Linked DNA regions of Mus musculus: region 1 is linked to region 2. The links are chromatin contacts, called in public Micro-C maps. All regions are on one chromosome and are shown on one strand. Each heading gives the region's core, a stretch centred on a gene start, on an enhancer-like site or on the middle of the called end of the contact. The rest is flanking DNA. Distances are from core to core; before and after follow the strand shown.

Region 1 (4,787 bases), core at 1,013-3,512, 750 kb before region 2:
AAGTCCAATTTGTTCCTTACTCCTAACAGCCATAGCTTGTACCTTTAGAGTCTAGCACGGGGGAGAGTGGTGGGGGATGGTGGGATGGTGGTGGTTGGCAAACAAGTGATCATGTGATCACCAGAGTGACAGTGGCAAGAATACTGCACAGAACCCTTTCACAACTGTGACCTCCCCACAGCCCAGAAGATAGGGAGGTAATTACCATTGATTATCAGATGAAGAAACCGATTCCCAGAGAGATGAAAAGTCCTGCCTGGGTGTGGGATCACAGGGTAAATGAGTATGTTGGAAGTTAGATAGGAATTGTTATCTAAGTTCCTCCTATCCCAGGCTCTCCCTGAGTCACTACTATAGCCAGGAGAGCCTCTTGCCAAGTCATAGGACCAGTTTGCCAAGAGGTCATAGCCAAGTGCTGTTCAGAGGTCCTGGTGCCATGGTCCCGTCAGATCACGCCTGTGTGTATCCAGTAGGGCAGACATCCATTGACATCTAATCCTGAGTAGGCTTCCTTGGCACATACATGGCAAAGTTCTGTTCAGGATGCCCTGGAAGCTAGGAGCTATGGGCTTGGGCTCTGAGTCTCCTCTCAGTGTAGTCACATTTACCTCATCCCTTCTTGGGATGTAAGTGACTTCTGTGGGAAGGGACTATGAGGATGAGAAGAGTGGCAATTTCTGGGAGGGACAGGAGTTGGTTAGTGTCCCTGGTGCAGAAATCTTCTATAGACTCTTTGGACAGGATCCTTCAGGCCGGCTGTGAGTAGCAAGGAAGCAAGAACCCTCGGCCCCTACTTGTATACCCAGTAAGCGCTGCAGCGAGCTGCACCGTGGCTGGTTAGACCCAACTAGTGTAGCTCGGGCTCCATCTTAAAGCCTGGACACCTGTGGCTGTAGAAGCAGAGCTTCCACAGGCCTGTGCAGCCCTGTCAGGGTGCTTAGCTCTTCCAGGATGGCTGTTTTCCCAAACTGGAGAGAATGCTTTGAGGACCTGCTGGGAAGGGGTGACTGGAGGAAATCTAGGACTTTCTGAGAAGATAGTGAAGCCATCCATAACTAGGAGAGAGACAAAGATGGTGTTGGTTCCCCATAACTGCATGGGAAGAGTGTAAACAACCCTAGGCAAGTTGGGGCTCCAGGGCTGCTGTCAACAAAGGAGTGTGACACTGGGACTTAGTTCTCTGAGATGGGGACTCAGAAGAAGCCCAGTCTCCTCTTACCCTGTGGCCCTGGGTACCTGGGGACTCCTTGATGGTGGACTGGGTCTGGTCAGATCTAGGTGGGGTAGCTTCCTGTCCTGTGTGTCTGGGGATGCTGGAGCAAAGCTAATAGGGATCCTAGACTTTCCATGGGATCAGGCAACCCAGAATCGGTAGAGCTTTTAGGAAGGGACACAGTGGGATCTAGGGAGGAAATATCAGAACTGCAGGGAATTACAGGAAAATAGTTGAGGCTCCAGTGAGGTCTCTCCCCACTGGGAGTCACTGTGCATGTCAGCTCTTTGCATCCCTGAGGTAGGCTGCGAAACCATCCTAGCGTGGGATTGGGTCAGAGGGCAAGGGTGGAAATGGTCCTGGAAGTGGATAGACTGACAGGTTATCAAGAATGTAGACCTTGAAGGACATGGCTGAGGGTGTGACTTTGGGACTATGAAGCTGGGCAGGTACTCCTTAAGGACCACACTGCAATTGTAAACCTCAAGAACTGGATCAAGCTTGGATTTCTCCCTGAGGTGAGTCTAGAGCTGAGAGCATGCTGTTGGATCCAGCAGGCCTGAAGACTCCCTAACAGGCAAGGCCTCTAGAGAGCAAGACCTGGGGAAAGGTCTCAAGAGGTGGGTGGGAGGCCCAAGAATTGTGAGAGGTGGGGCAGGAAGATAAAGGACATGGGGGGGGGGCGGGGCCACAGGGAATGTCAATGGATTCTGGTGTCAGAGCAAGGGATTGAAAATCTCTAAGGATGTGAATTTGGGACCTGGAGGATTTGCCGGAGCTAGCCACGCAAGGCAAGGTGGGGCACGGAGGGACTGGGGCAGGACGATGGCGCCCTTTAGGGGTGGGAGATTGGAACACAGCGGCCGGCTCTGTCGGGAAGGTTGCACAAAATGGATGAGCCCAGTGAGAAAACAGCCTTGCTGGGGGGGGGGGGGGCGGGGGGGAAGGGTCAGGAAGGGGGGATGGGCAGTCTTGGGGGCGGAGCCTAAGGGAATGACATGGGCGGAGCCGAGGCAGGGGGCGGGGCCGGGACGCTGAGCCGTGAAGAGGCGGGGCGCGCCTAGGTGAGTGAGTCGCCCCCCTCAAACCCCCAGCACCCCTGCTCCGGGTACCGGTGACAGCTTCCCCTTCTGGCCCTTGGCAGCGCAGGCTCCGCGGCCGGCTGCACCACGGCGGGGCTAGACCCAGTGCGGCTCCATCTTGGCGACGGGCACCTGTGGCGGCCGCAGGAGCAGCGCTTCCGCCGGCCTTTGCGGCCCTGGAGGCGACAGGGTGAGAGGCTGGCTCAACACGAGCCGTGGTGGGTGCTGGGGTGGTGTGGGCGGCGCCCCCCTTCCTGAACCCCCGAACCCCTTCCTCACCGCTGTCTGCGCCGCATTCCTCCGCACGGTTGCCTCCCCCTTGCCCTCTCCGGTTCTCTTTTCCACGTTCCCTTTGCCCAGTCTCCGGGTTTTGTTTTTGTTTTTCCTCTGCCCCGGACCGGAGCCCATCGGCCTCCACCCCGCCTTCCTTTGCTTCTTCCCTCCCGGGTTCTCCTCTCTTCCATCCGCATCCCCCACCCTGTCCTCTGTTGCCAGCGCCCCGCCCTCTTCTGCTCAGGAGCATCCCTACCAGCGAGCTCACTGCCCCATATCCTTTGAGTCTTTGTCCTGGAAAGGTCTGTAGCCTAGATCCGAGACTTGGGTTGTGTACTTCTCCCTAAGACCACTGTGGGCTTTGCTCTGGAGATTCGGGGAAGGGAGCCCTGGCCAGGGAGGCTGCGTGGTGTGTGGTGCGTTCAGGCCTTTGACCGCAGCAGGGGCGGCCTGTGTTTGGCATGCGGAGTGCTGCTGTGAATGAACGTTCTTTCCTGCAGGTTCACACTGTAAACCCGCCTGTGCCATGGCCACAGTGAGGCGTGTGTCCATGCTGGGGCACTGTGCTGGGGAGTGCAGGTACAATCTTAGTGGCCTCCTGCAGTTGCAGTTGACCCTGAGACACATTCAGCCCACTGTTAGCACCTGAGTGAGCAAACCCTCACAGGTTTCAGGCCCTGGGACTCTTAGGCGTTCTGGGACTCTTAGGGGTTTCTCTATGGTGAGCAGGGTGGCGTCTTGGAGCTTGTTTTCTCATGCATACCCCTTTCCTGGCATTTCTCTGCCTTTAGGTTCTATGCCATCTCGATAAGGTTAGAGGCTACGAGGGACTGATTTTATTCTTGGAGCTGCCCCACCCACCTTAAGGGATGTCTCTTGCTGCGTTCTCCATTCGGCTTGTGTTCCTGTTAGGCCGTTTATTTGCACGCTGGCATGATCAAACCACTAGTTGTAGGTGGCCACACCCCTCTCTACAAGGGATTTGAGGTATCTGTAGGGGCTATCCCTACCTGGGCCTTTCAACTTCCTTATGTTAACTCTGTGAGCAGTCCTGATTCTCCTCTCACACCCTGCTCCCTCCTTTGTCGACTTGCTTGCCTTTTTGTGGCTTTCTGGACACAGAGGTTGTCATCTAAGCGCCTGCTGCTTGCATGAATGACTTAGTGTGGTCTGAGATAGGCCCTTTAGAAGCCTTCCCCAGTCCACCCCTAAGGTATAGGCTTCTCAGCTGGGGAGAGAATCAGAATTTCTAACCAAGTGGAGCCCACGGACTCAGGCTTGGGCTAGTCTGGAAGTTTCTGAAAAACTGGGGGGAGGGGGGTGTTTCTTCAAAATGGCATTGATAGTTGCTGCATGTGAGGGTGGTTGACTCTAGTTGTTGACAGTAGAACCCGAGGACAGTGACCACACGATGTCATCCACAGCTGTCACAGCGTTTGCATTAGACGCGGTGGGAGAAAGGACATTAAGGTATTACTCAACACTAGTGCTCTTGGATACCTCTGTGTGTCTGCCTTTTGTGTGGGGCTAAAACGCCTTCCCAGGAGAGAGTGTGTGGGTATGTGCATGTGAGTAGGAGTGTTTGATCCTTTGCAACTGAAGCTGCAGAGAGCTGAGAGCCGACCAATGTGAGTGTGTGTGCGTGAGCCGTATGTGTCCCTAACCACTGAGCTCTCTCTCTCTCTAGCCCCATCCCAGGATCTCTTTTGGGTAAAACTGGAACCTGCCCATGACTGCAACATGGCTTTCTAGGCATGTGTCATCCACACCACAGCCTTGTGTGTGCACATAGTCTACCAGATGAAGGGCTTCAAATGGGCCCTGGGAAACTTAAGGGTGATGATGGATGGGGTTGCCGGGAAACTGGTGACATCACAGGCTAGGATGAAGGGGACAAGACTTGGATGATGAAGCTTCCCTGTGGGGCGTCTTGGTGGCTTCCTAAAAGGTCATCTTTGCTTCTAGCACTTTCCCAGTGCTAGTTCCTACAACACTGTGGTCTCAAGTCACAGCCATGACGGAGGGGAATGATGACGTCATGCCATTAAGTTCAGCCCTTACAGCCACCCAGTGGGGTAGGGCTTACTTCAGATTTGTAGAATGGGTACAGTGAGGCTCACAGAAACCCAAGAGCAGTTGTGCAATGTGCAGCAGAAAGAAGAGCCAGTATTGGGAGCAGAGCCTCCCTTTCCTCCCCACCCTGGGGCTCCATCTCCTCA
Region 2 (5,170 bases), core at 2,221-4,720:
TTGTCCCATCACCCATCCTTGTCTGGCTCCAATCTTCCTTGTAAAAATGGCCTGACATGTACTCAGAACTGTGTGAAATCTTCCCTGGGGGACAAGTTTCTCCTCTGACTAGCACCAGCCTTCAGTCTATTCCTTTCCCAGCATGTGATTCTTGGGGACATTCCAGTCCTGGGGACTAACTGTCTCAATAGTCTGATTGCCACAGGGAGGAACACAGGGTTTCTTTTTGGATTATCTCTGTTCCTGCCAGGATGTTACAGCATCACCAGAAACTGTCCTCTCCCTATCCATCATCATGGACCGTCTGTCTTTTAAGTATCCACTGCAGTGTAGAATGCCTTGGGTTCTGTATGGAACACTCACCTGCTCCAGTGTAGCTGTCACTTATTAAAGAGAGTCGCACTTGAAAGGCTCATAACTCTTCTTTTTGCCTTTTCCCATATCCTTAAACCTTAATCTCTTCTAACCACTTCTCAGACATACAAGCTATGGAGCAGGGAAGGCTGGCCAGTGATGTCAACCTTTTTCCTAGAATAAATTCTGTATGCTTTTTAGTAAGAAAGACAAAGAAAGCCAGGCGATGGTGGCACACGCCTTTAATCCCAGCACTTGGGAGGCAGAGGCAGGTGGATTTCTGAGTTTGAGGCCAGCCTGGTCTACAGAGTGAGTTCCAGGACAGCCAGGCCTACACAGAGAAACCCTGTCTCGTAAAAAAACAAAACAAAACAAAACAAAACAACCAAAAAAAAAAAACAAAAACAAAAAAAGAGAAATACATAACTGAGTATCATTCATCTTGGTTATCCTACTGTATTAGAGAACAATTTGTCTTCTCACCTCTGCTCTCCTGAAGGCTCTGTGTCTTTTCATTAGCATCAGAGGGCCTCCGGGATCATCTCTGAGTTGGGGAGGTGAGGCAAATCCTGTTCTATTACAGGGCCCTGGCAATGAGACAGTAGGCACATGTATCATACCTGCTTGCTGAGGGCCTCAAAATCCTGCCTCCCACAGACAAGGGTTCTTTAACTGGGTGTTAGAAGCTCCTGTCACTTACTGGCACCATAAAGAACAGTTTCAAAACCAACCTCTAATTGAGGTACTTTTGGCAAAAGCTAGAAATTCATAGGCATCCTTCTGCCAAGGGTTATTGATAGAATGCATGCTTGCCCATCTGGTAGGAATTGCAGTTTGGCATCTCAAGGATAAGGAGAGATTTGCCAATGGAACAGACAGGGGAAGCCATAACAGTGGGTCTTCCCTAAAGTCATCCGAAGGAAAAGGCCAGGAAGAGGGTAGAGTGGTAATTTTATGGGGGAGGGGGGAGAGTGTTCTGCCCCACTCTATCCCATATAGCTCCTGAGTAAGCAACACAGAAACATCAGACTTTATTAACAAACTGCTGGCACTGTGCAGGACAGGTTCTGAGCTTTTCCAACCCCCACCGTTAGGATATTAATAATAAGGTAAATGCCCTGTCACCTGCCATCTGAGTCTGGTTCTGCTCCATGTCTGTCCTCAGCTTCTCTTGGCCATGTGCTCATGGTCCATCCTGACTCATGGCGACCTCCTTCTTCCCTCTCCTCTGTCCTCCTCTTGGTCTCTACTTGAGATCCACTCACTCTCTCTGAAGTCCTGCCTTCCTCTGTCCCCTGCCCAGACACAAGCTCTAGCCTTTTATTCACCAATCAGAGATTACTGGGGAGCATTCTTGACAGCACAATGCCCACTTTCAGACTGCAGCCTGATCTTGGGGTGCAGAACTCAGCATCTGAATACACAGTGCACAAGACCAACCCCAACAAAAGGGTGCTGTCTTTGCCACCACAGGGGATCTATACATGTCCTGCAGTACCTTTGACCTATGAACTATAAGTAGAAACATACTCTGGAAGAGAAGAAAGTTTTTAGTAAGAATTGTAGAGGGAGAAGAGGCCCACCTTGAGAGATCAAGAAAAGCATTCTGTGATAAGAGGTTTGTTTGTTTGTTTTTTGTCAAGATGTCAGTACAATCATGCTCTCCACTGCTGAAGACATACCAGGGCCTTCCCATTACACCTGTAATAAAAACACCTCCAACACAGGATTTTGTTTTTATCAGTCTTCTCATTTTGCAATGTCTTCTTTGGTGTCCCAATAGAGCTGGCCTGTCTTCAGTTTTCCCAGTCTACCCCGTTCTGGAACTCCTTGTTCGCACATCAAGTTAACTCGGACATAATCCCTGGTCAAACCTGTTCTCAAATTAGGAGGCAGCTCCTTAGAGAAGGCTTTCCTGGCCTTATTAATACATTGGTTCCTTTCATAGTTGGATGTGTCCTTAATTTGCATTTTAGTGTCGATTTGATTTGGTGTATAGTTTATTATCTTGATACCACAAGAATTCTCTATAAGTTCTACTTATTGCTAGTGCTAGTACACTGCCTTTAAGAGAATAGGCAAGCAATAAAATATTTACTGGAGAAATAAGAAATTAAAATTAAAAAATTGCTGAGAGATAAAATGGGGGGAGAATAAATGAATGAGTGCTCACATTTGCTTCATGATAGCATCCCTGGAGAAAGACCATTTTAACATGTAATGGGAACAGTCTACCTGAATTTACTCAATACATATTTGTATATTTTGGAAATCACAGTATACTACACAGGTGTAAGAGAGACTGCCCTTTATTTCCTACTGTCAAAGCAATTGTCATACTTTTTTTCCAAGTTTAATATACTGTGCATGTAATATATTTTATATAAACGTAGAATCATTCTATATGTATGTGTTGCTTCTTTCTCTTAGTGATATTCTCCGTTGTTGGCGAGAATGCCTTTGAACTCTTTAAAGTGCTAAATATATTTTGCCTCATGAATGATAGTGATTTAAATACCTTTCCATCCATTGTCGAGGCTCGTCAGTTTATCCGTGAATAGTTAATATTTGCGAGAGCCGCAAGGACTTGCAGGTAAATCAGGTAAGGCAAAAAATCTGGAGCAGGAGGGTTTGGGGGGTAAAAGGAGGTAACTTCTTCCAGGGAGCTAGAGAACATCTACTCCTTGGTGGGTGGTAGGCCCTTGAAGAGTATCTGTCAAACCAGGACTCTCCGTGGTTCAGGTGTGTGCCCTGGCACGCGTGCCTGACCTTCAAACACTAACCCCTCCTCCCCGCGAGGCTAGCAACCATGCAGGCTTAAGCTATGACTGGTGTTTCGCCGCCACGCGCCGCCACGTGCCATCGCAGACCCGCCCCCTGCTGCTCCCGGCCCCGCCCCTCACACGCGGCCGCCCAGACGCTGCTCGCGGCCCCGCCCTCAGGGGAAAACCTCCGCTACTGCAGCCCGCCCCCCAGTGTAGCCACGCCCAAGTCGCGGGGCCACGCCCTCGTAATCCGGGCCCCCGGGGCTGGCCCGCCCCTAGGCCGCTCGCCGGCGCGGAGGCGGGGCCCTGCGCGATGACGTGGGCGGGCGTGCGCGTTGACGGCCCGCGTCTCTGTTAGTCAGCGGAGCGGCCGAGGCCGGACGTTGCGGCCGAAACGCGGAGCCGCGAACAGGATTGAGTAGCGGCCGCGGCCACCGCAGGACGGCGCCGTTCTCCGCTACGGGCTTCCAGGTCGCCGTTGGCTGCACTGCCGGGTGAGTGCGCGGGCGCCGCGGCTCGGGCGGCCGCCGCTTTTCCCCGGCCGTGACCCCCTCCCGGGAACGCGCGCGGGGCGGGGGCGGCGCGGGAACAATAGCGCGGGCGGCGGGGGCAGCGGGGGGCGTGGTCCACTCCGCGCGACCTGGCTTCACCGCTCCGGCCGGCTTCCACGTCGCGCGGGGGGAAATGGAGCGGGTGGGCGGCAAGTTCGGAGGTGCTCCCGCGGAGGTCGGGCCGACGCGACCGTGCATACGTCTCCCGCACCCACGGGGAGCGTGTTTTGACTGTGGGCGGTTTCTTTGTGCGGACGTGAGTGCCGCGACGCCGAGAAGAGCCGGGTGGCCGCGAGCGCGCCGGCCTGCGGGCCGCGCCTTGAGAGGGGCGCCTGCCGCTGACCTTTTGACTTTCCCCCGCCGCTGTCCCTTTGTCTTGCGCTTGGGTTCCTAGTCCAGACAAGGTAGAACCAAGTCCATTGTAAAGTACCGTAAGGAACGCATTACATTGTTATTCCCGAAAGTTTCCCATCCCACCGGGAATTTAATATCATGTTGACTGCACAGTGTCCGGTAGTTTCTATTTTTACTTCTGAAATTAAGTGATCTTTTCAGTAGAATTCTGGTCTGCCGGTCTATTGTGTTTTGAGATCAGCTTCCACCAAGTACCTGGTCAGTTAGAACATGTTTATTTCATTCATTCATTTGGCAACAGTTAGTGCTGTATCCAGGTGGAGAAGATGTGAAGGCCAAGAGAAAGACCCTTAAAAATTAGGGTAGTATGGAACAGAATAGATGTGCCTTTAAATGAGACGATTATGTAAGGGATGTATGTTAAGTAAGGTATTTGGCTCATTTGACTGGAACTTCCAAGGATAGTGTTAGGAAGAATATCCAGGTTTGGCTTAAATATACTACCTTTATTCTTAAATCCCACCCCCCCCTTGTCAATTTTCGTATCATTGGTAATGGTTACTTCAGTTCTCTTATTGAGGCTGTTAAACTTGGAAGGTTTACTTCTGTGTCTGACGAAGTAATCAAAATGGTACTTAGAGGCCTATTTTGCATCATTTCCCCATCACCAAGCATGGAAGTCATACTCATTGGGTTGATTGAAAGACTTTTATAGACAAAAATTTAAAATAAAGCCTTAAATTCTCCACGAAGTTTCAGATGTGTCACATACCACTCTCAGTTGGCTAGATCATAAATTAATAGAGGATGTTACCTGTTAAAGACCACCAAAGGGTTTGGAATCACTTTTTCACTTCTAGGTTAACTATTCCTGATTTTTTTCTATATAGTTAATAAAATAGAGGATTATGGCTTGTGTGTATAGTCATAAAAAGTTGAGTAGCCATACTTAAAAGTCAGAGATGCTCCAAACTCTCCAAATGAAACACTTACAGTGTCTTGTAGATAAAGGGGATTTACTTGGTACTCTGTCATCAAAGTTGAGAACTTTGTCCACTTCTAGTATTTTAGGTAAGAGCTTTCTCTAGTCATGTATGAATACACCCAGACACAACAGTGATGTTTCATTAAGAATCTAGCATGATT

What was found. Hi-C and Micro-C count contacts between places; a contact is called where the count stands out from the background.
Region 1: a Micro-C map of embryonic stem cells shows a contact between it and region 2, with 6 times the contacts expected there. The contact joins the promoter of Gprin2 here to the promoter of Mapk8 in region 2. A contact is called at or near these places in 3 of 39 promoter capture datasets (the 3T3-L1 cell line, hippocampal neurons and liver) and 1 of 484 Hi-C or Micro-C datasets (embryonic stem cells).

What each region holds. Positions count from the first base shown.
Region 1 is chr14:34,199,108-34,203,894 of GRCm38.p6, reverse strand. Gprin2 (G protein regulated inducer of neurite outgrowth 2) reads left to right here and starts at 2,262. Exons shown (of 2, transcript NM_183209.2): 1 at 2,262-2,485.
Region 2 is chr14:33,445,458-33,450,627 of GRCm38.p6, reverse strand. It overlaps Mapk8 (mitogen-activated protein kinase 8), which reads left to right and starts at 3,470. Exons shown (of 12, transcript NM_001310454.1): 1 at 3,470-3,613.